Linked DNA regions of Pan troglodytes: region 2 is linked to region 1. A link is a contact called in public Hi-C data. All regions are on one chromosome and are shown on one strand. The core of a region is the stretch at or near the end of the contact, and the rest is flanking DNA. Distances in the headings are between cores, read along the strand shown.

Region 1 (7,030 bases), core at 3,067-5,566:
ACATCCTTTGGGACTGCTGGCTCTTTGTGGATATGACTACTTGTCCTTCTCCACCAACCATTCCATGATTTCAGATTGGTTCACTTTTCTTTCCCCAATTTGAAAGCCTGCTTAGGTCGGGATTTCTCCAACAACGGGCTAAGACAGTGGATTCGTCTGGAAAGAAGAAATGAAATCAAAGGAGCATTGATCCTCGATGGGGGGAACAGGCTCTCAGCTCTTATTCCAAGTCCCTGTGAAGCCACATTCTCTGAGCTGAAGCAGGCATCCAGCAAGGGCCAGAGAAGCCAACGTGAAAGCCCAAACCCAGCCATCCGTGGCTGCCGCATGCAGCTCGTCAGGGGAGGAGGAACAGACAATAGCAGTCAGTTCCAGGGCCATCTCCCTTCCTTCCCTAGTGCTTCTCAGAACCCAGCAGGCAGCTGATGAGGACTCAGCAGCGGCTGACAGCCCATCTAAAGCTCACTGTCTCTCCAGCTTCCAATCACCAGGTGTCTGAAGGGGTTTCAGAGCAGTCAGCTTCTGCCCTCATTAAGAGGCCTTTGGTGGGTGGAGAAGATGATTGTGAAAGGAACTGTCAGCTTCATTAGGCAACTCAGAGGAGGGGTACAGAAGTCCCCAGAGCTCTGGCCTCCTGGCCTGTGCCCAAGAGGGCCCCTCATTTGCATCTCATTTGCATTGCATACTGAACGGGACCCCCAGCTTACACTTGGAGAAATTGTCATGAGCTAAAGAGAGAGGCTGCCATCGGGTTTGTGGCAAATGATCCTGGGGGAGGAGGATCCACAAAGCAAGCCTACACAACAGTCTCTGCCCTCCAGGAAAACAAGACCTCAATCAGACCACAGCGATGCAGACAGATGCAGACCACACTATTCTGGGATGGATGACCAACTAAATAAAGCCATGTTTACATCATGCACAAGGCCAGACAGAGGGAAAATTCCAAATGTTTTCAAGAGACTGTTAGAACGATTCGTGCTAATTGCATGCAAGTCTTGTACTATGAATGTCAAACTGCACCAGCATCACATAAATGAGCTGTCAACGGCTTGGTCAGCGTTCCCACAGAAAAGAACCTTTTCCTCCCTCTCAGAATAGTTTGATTGATACACACACAGCTCCCCTTCTTGGGAAAGGGTTTTTAATTTATTGTCCAAAAGCCACAGGTTTCCCCAGTATCCCTAAAGGATTGTCTCTTCATATAAAATAGGTGCTAAGATCTCCATATTAAGACAAACCTGGGTTTAAATTCCAGCACCAGCACTTATCAGCTATATGAATCTGGCCAAGTCATTTAATCTTTCCGAGCTTCAGTTGTCTCCTCTACAGAATAGGGACAATAGTCACATCTATCTCATAGGGAGTAAATGATATCATGCATATAAAAATGCTCTACAAAAGACAAAGTTAAGAGATACTGCCTACCATTGGGAAAGCAAGAAATGGAGTTGCAAATACATAACTTAAATAGCCAGGTTCAGTGGCTCACACCTGTAATCCCAGCACTTTGGGAGGCTGAGGCATGAGGGTCACTTGAGGCCAGGAGTTTGAAACTAGCCTGGGCAACATAGCCAGATCCCATCTCTATTATAAAATTTTTAAAAATTTGGCTGGGCATGGTGGTGTGTGCCTGCAGTCCCAGCTACTCAGGAGGCTGAGGCAGGAGGATTGCTTGAGGCCAGGAGTTTGAGGCTGCAGTGAGCAGTGATTGTGCCTCTGTACTCCAGCCTGAGTGATACAGTGAGAACCTGTATCTAAAATAAATAAATAAAACTTAAAGGAACTATTACAACTACTAGAGTCACAATAATGGATTCCCATTGGACTAAGAGAAAAGACAAATTCCCTCCCAAGAATCACATAGCCCTCAGCAGCTGCCTCTCTGTTTCCTCCGCTTTCCTCTCCTGCTCCCTCCCCTTGACTTGCCCCACTTAGACACACGAGCCTCCTTGCCGTTTCTTCAAGCACACCGAACATGCTCATGGCACAGGGCCTTTGCACCAGCTGTTACTGTGCCTGGAATGCTCTTCTGCCAGGGAGATGCATGGCTCCCTCCTTCATCTCCTTTGAAAGTCTTTACTCAATGTCCCCATCTCAGTGACTGCCTGCTTGCCACCATATCTAAATGTGCAGGTCCAGTACCCTCCTGCCTCCTTCCCATCCTCTTTTTCCGTTTTTTCTTTTTCCCCCTTAGCTTACTGTTCGTATTTTACTTATTTACCTACTTTGTCTTCTCCCACACTACAACAGAGGTCTACAAACTACAGCCCAAGGGCCAAATCCAGCCTCCTGCCTGTTTTTGTAAATAAAGTTTTATTGGCACACACCCGTGCCCATTCATTGGCACACTGTGGCCACTTCTGTGTTACAATGGCAGAGTTAAGTAGTTGTGGCAGTGACCAGATAGCTCCAAAGCCCATCTGGCCCTTCACAGAAAAAGTTTGTCAAGCCCTGCACTAAAATATAAGCTCCATGAGGGCAGGACTTTGGCTTGTTCTCTGACAAATCTCCAGTGACTAAGTCAATGCCTGACATGTAGAACATGCTTAATAATCACTTTTTTTTGAGTGAGTGAACTACAAATGGCAGTAACCCTGTGCTGGATGTGAGGGGAAGAGAACTAGAGGGATCACATCAGAGAGTTAAAACCTTCTCAGGAAGTCAGAGCCATGAAATAGTGAAATGACAGAGAGACAGAGCACATGATTAAAATTTAGAGCTCAAGTGCCTGAAGAAAGAGTTTAAAGAGTTGAAAATAGTGTCTTCCAATGCAGTGGTTCTCAGAGTGTCAGAGATGTTTGAACCAGAGTGACTCCATCTTGAATAGGGGCTGGGTAAAATAAGGCTGAGACCTACTGGGCTGCATTCTCAGGAGGTTAGGGGATTCTAAGTCACTGAATGAGACAGGACGTCAGCACAAGGTACAGGTCACAAAGACCTTGCTGATAAAACAGGTTGTGTTAAGGAAGTAGGTCAAAATCCTCCAAAACCAAGATGGCAACAAAAGTGACGTCTGGTCGTCTTTGCTGCTCATTATACAGTAATTGTAATGCATTAGCACGCTAAGAGACACTCCCAGTAGTGCCATGACAGTTTACAATTGTCACGGCAATGTCAGGAAGTTACCCTACATGGTCTAAAAAGAGGAGGAATCCTCAGTTCCGGGAATTGCCCACCCCTTTCCCAGAAAACTCATGAAAAATCCACCCCTTTTTTAGCATATAATCAGGAAATGACCTCAAAAGTGGCTAGCCAGCAGCTTTAGGGCTGCTCTGCCTGTGGAGTAGCCATGCTTTATTCCTTTACTTTCTTAATAAGCTTGCTTTGACTTTATGGATTTGCCTCGAATTCTTTCTTGCAAAAGACCTAAGAACCTCTCTTGGGTTCTGGATCGGGATCCCTTTCTGGTAACCGGAGTGTGAACACACCAGCATCCTCTGGGGACCTGTTAGAAATTCAAATTCTCATTCTTCAATGTCTACTGAATCAGAAACTCTGAGGGTGGGGCACTCTCTAGATGATTCTGATGCAAGCTCAAGTAGGGGACATTGCTTTTCATCCTCAGCTCTCCAATGCACATTGGCATTTTTAACTCTATGCCTATGCTATTTTGATAAAATAATTAAATAAAATAGTCTAAGGTCTATTAATTTTATGTCTTTTTTTTTTTTTGAGACGGAGTCTCGCTTGCTCACTGCAACCTCCACCTCCCAGGTTCAAGCGATTCTCCTGCCTCAGCCTCCTGAGTAGCTGGGATTACAGGTGCCCGCCACCACGCCCAGCTAATTTTTGTATTTTTAGTAGAGACAGGGTTTCACCATGTTGGCCAGGATGGTCTCCCTTTCCTGACCTGGTGATTCACTCGCCACCTGCCTCAGCCTCCCAAAGTGCTGGGATTGCAGGCGTGAGCCACTGTGCCCGGCCTCTTTCCTTGAACTCCTGGGCTCAGTGATCCTCCTGCCTCAGTCTCCTGAGTAGCTGAGATTACAGGCATGCTGCACTACCATGCCTGGGTAATTTTATTTTTAATTTTTTTTAGGGACAGGGGTCTCACTATGTTGCCCAGACTGGTCTCAAACTCCTTGCCTCAAGTGATTCTTCACCTCAGCCTCCTGAGTCTCTGGGATTACAGGCATGAGCCACTGCACCTGGCTCTATTTTCTGTATTTCTGATGCTTTGGTGTCTCAGAGCCTTGCTGACCCTGGAGAAACTGTCTGTCCCAGGGCTAGCCCATTCCTAGAGACGGTAAAGAACTCACCTGCAAGCGCACCTTTCATATGCAAACCAACCAATCCAAAGCCCAAACCTCCAACCAACTCCTTCATGGGGCTCTTACACTCTGGGCCAGCCTGTGCTAATTACCCCAGGTAAAAGCACCAGGTATCAGGTACCAGGCAACTAGAGAGACAGCCTCTACACCCAGAGTCTGCTGAGATCATTCAAACCAGCCAGCCCTAAGGCTGCTTTCCCGCCCTACCTGCTCCTTCTCACAGAAACAGCAGCAAATGCTCCTGCCACGTTTTCTTTCCGCTTCCTCTGCCTCCTGGCAGACCCTGCTGCTTCCCTGTGTGGCCTTTCATGGAGTGGCACGCCTGCTCCTCATCTATGAGTAATAAACTATCTTTTCAAAAGTAAGGAGGGCAGAACAAGTAGCACAGAGAATGGTGTGAGGAAGGTGATGTCCGGAAGACACTCCGCACAAGAACAGGAAGACCCAAAAGCTCTCAGCCTGGCCGTGGAGCAAAAGGCCAAACCCTACAAGATGAAATGCATCAGGGTTCATCCTGGAGTCTCAAAAAAAAAAAAATTCTTGCACAAGGATGTGGGGCCTGCAGGCTAGCAGCACCTGATGTGATAGACAGGAGAGCTTTAACTGATCATAAACCCAAGATAAGTCAACAGTGCAATGTGGCTGGTGGTATCCCCAGACCCCCCAAAAGAGTAGCATCATCTCAGGATGCAGAAAGAGAATTTTGTTGTCTAGGACAGTGTTTTTCAAGCGGCGGGTCATGACACATTTGCCAATTGTTAGTGAAATCAATTTGCAGAGTAAGAGCATTTTCCTTAAAGGGTTTCTTAAAGGAAATAGAATGGAAATGAACAGAAAAGAGGGCCACAAAAGAGAGGAGAATGTATCAGAGTGTGTGGTGAGCATAAGTAGAGGTAAGCATTAATGGCAGTTTGGTTTTGGTTGTGAGTGTGTGCTTGTTTGTGCAATGTGTGTGTGTTTGTGAGTTTGTGCTTGTTTGTGCAGTGTGTGTGTGTGTGTGTGTTACATAAAACCTAGATGGGCTGGAAGCCGAAAGGTTTGAAAATAGCTGATCTAGAATAAGGAAAGTGACAATCCTTCTCTCCTCGGCAACACAGGTGGATTCTCTTTCACTCTGGGCACCCTGCTTTATAAAAGGAAGCTACTCCAACTGGAGTGTTGTCTAGGAAGAGTTCCGGGTTGACATCAATGATGGCATACTCGGTCCTATCATGTGTTTGAGGTTGTGGGCTGTGGATTAAGGATTAGAAAGTAAATGGCTGAAGGAGTTGGGGCTGCCTCACTTGGGAATTAAAAGATTCTGGGACACCTATGAACCATCTTTGAATTAGTGGAAGGCTGTCGACATACCTGTACTGAGTTACCCAAGGGTGAAACCAGTGCCTGTAGAAGCTTCATGAAATTCATCAATATCTATGTCAGCAGCTCAACGTGCTTGGCTTCTTGGATCCCCTACCAACTCCTACTTGTCCACCTGCACCACTGCTCTTCCTCTGATTCTCAATTCACCCCTCCAGATCTTCCCGTCTCCAGCATCTCCAAGCTTGTATAAGGTCTAACATGTACAGTAAATCCCTTATTCCATGATGCTCATAGTGACTCTGATTCCCTGAGCGATACACAGGCGTGGGCTAAGCACCCACAATGCTAAGGTGGGAAGTTGATTCTGCTTCCTCCCATGTACACAAACCACTTTGTTTCTGGAGTTTTCCAGTGTAACCTGAACACTCTGTGAGCATCTTTGCATTTTTAAGTGAGAACAGTTTCTTAGGATACTGCTGTGAACTTGATTTTACCCCTCTCTTTCTCTCAGCTTCTAGATGTTCCCTGGGCCACTCAAGGAGGCAGACCAGGGTAGTAGTTAAGGGTGCAGGTCCCGGATGATGCTAGAGTAGTGGTTAAGGGTGCATGTCCCAGATGTGCCAGGGTAGTGGTTAAGGGTGCATGTCCCAGTTGTGCCAGGTTAGTGGTTAAGGGTGCAGGTCCTGGATGTGCCAGGTTAGTGGTTAAGGTTGCAGGTCCTGGATGTGCCAGGGTAGTGGTTAAGGGTGCAGGTCCCGGATGTGCCAGGTTAGTGGTTAAGGTTGCAGGTCCCGGATGTGCCAGGGTAGTGGTTAAGGGTGCAGGTCCCGGATGTGCCAGGTTAGTGGTAAAGGGTGCAGGTCCCGGATGTGCCAGGGTAGTGGTAAAGGGTGCATGTCCCGGATGTGCCAGGGTAGTGGTAAAGGGTGCATGTCCCGGATGTGCCAGGGTAGTGGTAAAGGGTGCATGTCCCGGATGTGCCAGGGTAGTGGTAAAGGGTGCATGTCCCGGATGTGCCAGGGTAGTGGTAAAGGGTGCAGGTCCCGGATGTGCCAGGTTAGTGGTAAAGAGTGCAGGTCCCGGATGTGCCAGGGTAGTGGTAAAGGGTGCAGGTCCAGGGTGGGACAGGGTTGCCAGATTCACATAACCCATTCCCTGGTCCTAACACAGGGAGGTTTGGAGAGAAAGTCTTCTCCATCCACCTGCTTCTCACAACCTAGGAATTTATTCAGCCTCTTGGGCAGATCTTGGCCAGTGAAATCTGTCTTTCTGCGAAAAAAAAAAAAAAAAAAAACAGGCCAATTTGAAGAAATGTTATCATCTTCAGCCTCACAGTCCAGCAAACACTGACTCTCATACTCCCAAAGGAGCAAAACAGGCTAGCAGGAAGTGTTGGGGAAAATGGAGTCATATGAAGCAAAGTCTCAGTTTCCTCACCATATAATGGATAGAAG
Region 2 (7,030 bases), core at 3,354-5,853, 450 kb before region 1:
CACCTCCTGGGTTCAGGTGATTCTCCTGCCTCAGCCTCCTTAGTAGCTAGGACTGTAGGTAGGTGCAACCATGCCCGGCTAATTTTTGTGTTTTTAGTAGAGACAAGATTTTGCCATGTTGGACACACTGGTCTTGAAGTCCTGCCCTCAGGTGATCTGCCTGCCTCGGCCTCCCAAAGTGCTGAGATTACAGGCGTGAGCCACCGTGCCCGGCCCCCAGGTGCGGATGTTTTTGGTCTTTGAGACACATCTTTTGGGTTTGTTGAACCAGGGAGAAAACTCTCCACCTCCCTCCATCATTTATCTCTGTCTGTGGCTCTTTGGGGGTCACACAGACATGGGTTCAAATCTTGGCACTGCTGTTTGCCAGCCGTGTGGCCTGGGTAAGTATGTACTTTGCTGAGCCTCAGTTTCCGCTACTGTAAAATGTAGAATTTTTCTCACAGGCCACTCTCCAATCTCTCTGACTCCTCTTCTGTCTCCTCTGGAATGTGAGTTCCTGGAGGAAAGTTTCCTTCTTGGCCAGGCACAGTGGCTCACGCCTGTCATCCTATCACTTTGGGAGGCTGAGGTGGAGGATCACTTGAGCCCAGGAGTTTGAGACCAGCCTGGGCAACATAGTGAGGCCCTGTATCTGCAAAAATTAAAAAATTAGCCATATGAGGTGGCATGCATGTGTAGTCCCAGCTACTCAGGAGGCTGAGGCAGGAGGCTGACTGAGCCCAGGAGTTTAAGCCTGCAGTAAGTTATGATTGTACCGCTGCACTCCAGCCTGGGAGACTCTGTCTGGAAAGAAAAAGAAAGAAGGAAGGAAGGAAGGAAGGAAGGAAGGAAGGAAGGAAGGAAAGAAAGGAGGGAGGGAGGGAGGGAGGGATGGAGGGAAGGAAGGAAGGAAGGAAGGGATTTCTAATGTCCAGAACAGCCTGGCATATGTTAGATGCTTAAGAAATAAATGCTGATGGCTGCCTGATGCTTCCCACTGAAGGTCCCTTAAAGTGTAAGTCTATATTCCCATTGAAAGTGCAGAACTTCAATCATTTGCTAATGACTGTCAAGCAGCCATTCATTCATGGATGCATGCGTTCATTGCTGAACACTTGTGCATTAGAGGCTGGGCATGGTGACTCACACCTGTTATCCCAGCAGTTTGGGAGGCTGAAGCAGGCGGATCATTTGAGGTCAGGAGTTCCAGACCAGCCTGGCCAACATGGCAAAACCCCGTCTCTACTAAAAATACAAAAATTAGCTGGGCGTGCTGGCGCGTGCCTGTAATCCCAGCTACTTGGGAGGCTGAGGCAGGAGAATCACTTGAACCTGGGAGGTGGAGGTTGCAGTAAGCTGAGATTGCACCACTGTACTCTAGCCTGGGTGACAGAGCTAAACTCCGTCTTAAAAAAAAAAAAAAAAAAAAAGTAGGAGCCTGCTCTCAAGAACTTCAAGTCCAGCATGAGACAAGCTGGCCATTATGGAGTTCCAGCCTCAACAGTCCCACCCTTGGCTGGCCCCACCATCCATGTGCGTTTTCTGTGTATTTGATCCTTGCCCACTTAGAAGTGGAACTCACTGGGCCGGGTGCAGTGGCTCACGCCTGTAATCCCAGCGCTTTGGGAGGCCGAGGCGGGCGGAACACAAGGTCAGGAGATTGAGACCATCCTGGCCAACATGGTGAAATCCCATCTCTACTGAAAATACAAAAAATTAGCCGGGCGTGGTGGCAGGTGCCTATAGTCCCAGCTACTTGGGAGGCTGAGGCAGGAGAATGGCATGAACCTGGGAGGCAGAGTTTGCAGTGAGCCGAGATTGCGCCACTGCACTCCAGCCTGGGTGACAGAGTGAGACTCCATCTCAGAAAAAAAAAGAAGTGGAACTCGCTGTGGCCATGCCATGCTCTTCTCTTTTGCTCTTCTGGATTGCTTGAGCCCAGGAGGTTGAGTCCAGTCTGGGTAATATAGGGAGACCCCATCTCTTAATAAAAAACACCAGCCTGGGCAACATGGTAAAACCCTGTCTCTACTAAAAATACAAAAATTAGCTGGGCACAGTGGTGTACGCTTGTAGTCTCAGCTGCTGGGGAGGCTGAGGCAAAAGAATCACTTGAACCCAGGAGGCAGAGGTTGCAGTGAGCCGAGATCAAGCCACTGCACTGCAGCCTGGGAGATCTGGGTCACATTCTTGGACAGACTGAGGATCAGGTGCTGTATTAGTCCATTATCACACTGCCATTAAAAAAAAAACTGAAATTGAGTAATTTATAGAGAGAAGAGTTTTAATTGTCTCACGGTTCTGCAGGCTCTACAAGAAGCATGGCTGGGGAGGCCTCAGGAAACTTACAGTCGTGGAAGAAGGGGAAGCAGGCACATCTTACATGGCTGGAGTAGGAGGAGGAGAGAGAGGTGGGAGGTGATACACTTTAAACAACCAGATTTCATGCTGGGTGCAGTGGCTCATGCCTATAATCCCAGCACTTTGGGAGGCCAAGGCAGGCGGATCACCTGAAGTCAGGAGTTCAAGACCAGCCTGGCCAACATGGTGAAATGCTGTCTCTACAAAAATACAGACACACACAAAAATTAGCTGGATGTAGTGGTGGATGCCTGTAATCCGTGCTACTCAGGAGGCTGAGGCAAGAGAATCGCTTGAACCCAGGAGGCAGAGGTTGCAGTGAGCTGAGATCATGCCACTGCACTCTAGCCTGGGTGATAGAGCAAGTCTCCATCTCAACAAAACAAAACAAAAAACAAAACCAAAATAAACAACCAGCTCTCATGAGCACTCACGAGCAGCACCAAGGGGGAAATCCACCCCCATGATCCAATCACCTCCCACCAGGCCCTGCCTCCAACATTGGGGATTACGATTTGGCATGAGATTTGGGTGGGGACATGGACCCAAACCATTTCAGGGGCATAAATCAAGACTCCTGGGGCTGAGTATGGTGGGTCATGCCTGTAATCCCATCACTTTGGGAGGCTGAGGAGGATGGATCACTTGAGTCCAGGAGTTCGAGACCAGCCTGGAAAACATAGCAGGACACCATCTCTACAAAAAGTAAAAAAATAAAAAATTATCCAGGCATGATGGTGCACACCTGTAGTCCCAGCTACTTGAGAGGCTAAGGTGGGAGGATGGCTTGAGCCCAAGAGGTTGAGGCTGCAGTGAGCCAAGGTGGTACCACTGCATTCCAACCTGGGTGGCAGAGGAGACCCTGACTCAAAACAACAACAACAACACGAAACAAAACAAAACAAAAACTCCAGTTTCCTCTTATATGGTTGTAGCAGGAAGAAGTGGGGGAGGAGGTGTGTGTGTGTGTTTAAACCTTTTTTTTTTTGGCAAGCACACATGTGCACAACCCAATATACACATCACGCTTACTTCTCTTTTCTTGGGGTAAGCCCCAGCATGACCAACCTCGGGCAGGTCTATTCTTCTCTCTGGGCCTCATTTTCCTTATCTGCTCAATGAAGCTGATGGATACAGCACTTTCCAAGGAACCTTTTCACAATAACATGTTCTCAACCAGTGTGCAGGTATTCCCCTCCTAGGGAGACATTCCTTGCATCTTTCCCACACACATGGCCCTGCACGCACACACAGACACAGAGCTGCAGTGTGTGCACATCTATCCCACACTCTGTCCCTCCAAGCCTTCCTACCCTGGACTATCTGGACTAGTAAGGAATGAAACAAGAAACACAGGGTCCGGGTCGTGGTGGTGAGGGTGAGGGAGGCAGAGTCCCAAAGGCCTGTTCTCACCCTTAGGAGGTTCTGGGGCAGGAGGTCTGGGTCACATTCTTGGGCAGATGCTGGAGGCCAGCTCTGCCCTAGTCTATGATCGAGGCCAGGCACTCTTTGAACTGATGGATATGGGGAAGCAGTACTTTTGAGCCCTCTCTAGACCCAGCTTTACCCCTACAAGCTCTGCAAATCACTTCTTAGTATTTGACTTATTTTTTTTTTAAATTTAGAGATCAGGTGTATCAGTCCGTTCTCACACTGCTATAAAGAAATAACTGAGACTGGGTAATTCATAAAGAAAAAAGGTTTCATTGGCTCATGGTTCTGCAGGCTGTACAGGAAGCATGGCTGGGGAGGCTTCAGGAAACTTACAATCATGGCAGAAGGCGAAGGGGAAGCAGTTTCCTCTTATATGGTTGGAGCAGGAGGAAACAGGGGAAGAGGTGCTACACAATTTTAAATGAGCAGCTCTGGTGGTAAGTCACTATCATGAGAGCGGCACCCAAGGGGAAATCCCCTCCCATGATCCAATCACCTCCCACCAGGCCCCACCTCCAACATTGGGGGTTACAATTCCACATGAGATACGGGTGGGAACACAGACCCAAACCGTATTACCAGGTCCTGCTTTGTTGCCCAGGCTGGAGTGCAGTGGCATGATCACAGCTCATTGCATCCTCAAACTCTCAGATGCAGAGATCCCCCCGCCTCAGCCTCTGGAGTAGCTAGGACGACAGGCATGCACCATCACGCTCGGCTAATTCTTAGTATTTCTGAAAGCATGGGTAGCAGTGCGTGTGTAGAGGAAGGAAGGCTGTAGAGGGCTGGTGTTCCCCCGCTGTTCCTTCTCCACAGGAGAAATTGAGTTGGGTGTGTCTAATCCCAGCTTGCCAGCTGAGGGCGCTTCTGTTCTGTAATTCCACCACCCTGGCCTTGGTGAGCCGAGTACAATTTCTTATCCCAAAGATAGGCCTAGGAGCAGGTTCTTTTTCACTCAAAGTGAGGGAGCCTTCAACACAGACCATAGCCAACACAGACCAGGCATGGTGGTGGGCGCCTGTAGTCTCAGCCATCAGGAGGCTGAGTCGGGAGGATTGCTTGAGCCCAGGAGGTAGAGTCCAGTCTGGGCAACATAGGGAGACCCCATCTCTTAATAAACAAAAAACACCAGCCTGGGCAACATGGTAAAACCCTGTCTCTACTAAAAATACAAAAATTAGCTGGGCACGGTGGTGTACGCTTGTAGTCTCAGCTGCTGGGGAGGCTGAGGCAAAAGAATCACTTGAACCCAGGAGGCAGAGGTTGCAGTGAGCCGAGGTCAAGCCACTGCACCCCAGCCTGGGTAAAAAAGCCAGGCTGTCTCAAACAAAACAAAACAAAACAAAACAAAACAAAACAAAACAAAACCACCCCAAAATCAAGCAAACAGAAAACAAAAACAAAACAAAAAATACCCACAAGGTTTAGGCTGCCGCCCATCTTTCTTTGACGGTGAGGTGGAGATTGGGAGGAGAGAAAGTAATCATTTCTTGCCTATGGGGTAATAGGGAATGCAAATTCTCATCCCTTGACTTGAGTTGGGTTCCCTAGCAGCAGATCCTAAGATGGAAACCAAGAATTCTCAGGAGGAGATGAGTGAGGAAGCAGGATAAAACAGTACAGAAAGCTCACTAATGCCACAGGAAGCAAAATGACAACACAGAGCTGGTCCCCACTTAAGGCCAAGGGGCTGGCCCCATTCCCGTGGGTTATCGTCCGAGGTCTGATCCCAGGAGGTGTGGGGGCCATCATCTAGTGGTTCCTTTCTGCCCAAGGGCTGTGCATTAGTTTGGAAGGCTGCTGAAACAAAGTACCACCACCTGGATGGCTTAAACTACAGACATTTATTCTCTAATAGTTCTGGAGGCTGGAAGTCCAAGTTCAAGGTGCCAGCAGGGTTGGTTCTTTCTGAGGGCCATGAGGGAGAGTCTGTTCCATGCCTTTCCCTCAGCCTCTGGTGGTCTGCTGGCAATCTTTGGTTTCGCTTGGCTTGTAGAAGCACCACTTCAATCTGTCTTCTTTTTTGAGGCAGGGTCTTGTTCTGTCACCCAGGTTGGAGTGCACTGGCGCAATCATGGCTCACTGCAACCTCTGCCTCCCAGGCTCAAGTGATCCTCCTGCCTCAGCCTCCCGAGTAGCTGGGACTACAGGCACGTGCCACCATGCCCAGCTAGATTTTTGTGTTTTTGGTAGAGATAGGGTTTCACTATATTGCCCAGGCTGGTCTCAAACTCCTGAGCTCAAGTAATCCACCCACCTCAGCCTCCCAAAGTGCTGGGATTACAGGTGTGAGCCACTGCGCCTGGCCCTCTACCTTCATTTTTACCTAGCAGTGTGTGTGTGTGTGTGTGTGTGTGTGTGTGTCTGTCTGTCTGTCTGTGTCCAAATATCCCCTTTTTATAAGGACAGTGGTGGTCCTAGTCTGTTTGCATTACTATAAAGGAATACCCAAGGCTGGGTAATTTATGAAGACAAGAGATTAATTTGGTTCACAGTTCTGCAGGCTGTACAGGGAGCATGGCATTAGCATCTGCTTCTGCTGAGAGCTCAGGATGCTTCTATTCATGGCAGAAGGCCAAGGGGGAGCTGGTGTGTGCAGAGATTACATGGTGAGAGAAGAAGCAAGAGAGGGAGGGAGGTGCTGGGCTCTTTGTAAGAATCACTTCTCAACTTATTACTGGGAGGATGGCACCAAGTCATTCGTGAGGGATCCACCCCCATGACTCAAATACCTCCCACTAGGCCCCGCCTCCAACACTGGGGATCACATTTCAACATGAGATTTGGAGGAGACAAATATCCAAACTATATCCATGGTTATATTGGATCAGGGCCCTAAAGACCTAATGATATAATTGAAGTTAATTATCTCTTTAAAGGCCCTCTTTCCAAATAAGGTCACATTCTAAGATATTGAGGGTTAGGACTTTAACACTGGAATTTTAGGGGCATACAATTAATTCAACCCATACCATGCAGTGCTCTAGAGAGGAAACAGCTGTGAGCTATTAGCAGCCAGTGCTCTGGGCATCTGGGGATGGATGCACTGGCTGGGAAGAGGGTCCCTGTGAGGCACCAACAGCACCCGCTACACCAGTGGGTGCCTCCTGGGCCAGCAACATCAGCCTCCCCTGGGAATGTGGTAGGAATGCAAAGTCTTGGACCTTCCTCCAGACCCTACTGAATCAGAAACTCCGGGGATGGTGCCTCACAGTCTGTCGTGATTCCAATGCATACCAACGTTTCAGAACCA

The links. A called contact is a pair of places that touch in the nucleus more often than the background predicts.
Region 2: a contact with region 1 is called in a Hi-C map of induced pluripotent stem cells, with 8 times the contacts expected there. The contact joins two enhancer-like sites. A contact is called at or near these places in 3 of 7 Hi-C or Micro-C datasets (induced pluripotent stem cells and stem cell-derived neural progenitor cells) and 1 of 1 other capture datasets (stem cell-derived neural stem cells).

Annotation. Positions count from the first base shown.
Region 1 is chr18:26,666,642-26,673,671 of NHGRI_mPanTro3-v2.0_pri, reverse strand. The region is part of intron 5 of PRKCB (protein kinase C beta); the gene reads right to left. Among named protein-coding and RNA genes, the nearest start is that of CACNG3, 200 kb to the left of the region's middle. Within about 2 kb of position 4,316, at least 1 of the 24 cell types and tissues checked has an H3K27ac peak or open chromatin away from gene starts, as enhancers often do. A contact at or near this core is called in induced pluripotent stem cells, where this site is marked.
Region 2 is chr18:27,113,329-27,120,358 of NHGRI_mPanTro3-v2.0_pri, reverse strand. No RefSeq gene overlaps it. Among named protein-coding and RNA genes, the nearest start is that of RBBP6, 38 kb to the left of the region's middle. Within about 2 kb of position 4,603, at least 3 of the 24 cell types and tissues checked have an H3K27ac peak or open chromatin away from gene starts, as enhancers often do. A contact at or near this core is called in induced pluripotent stem cells, where this site is marked.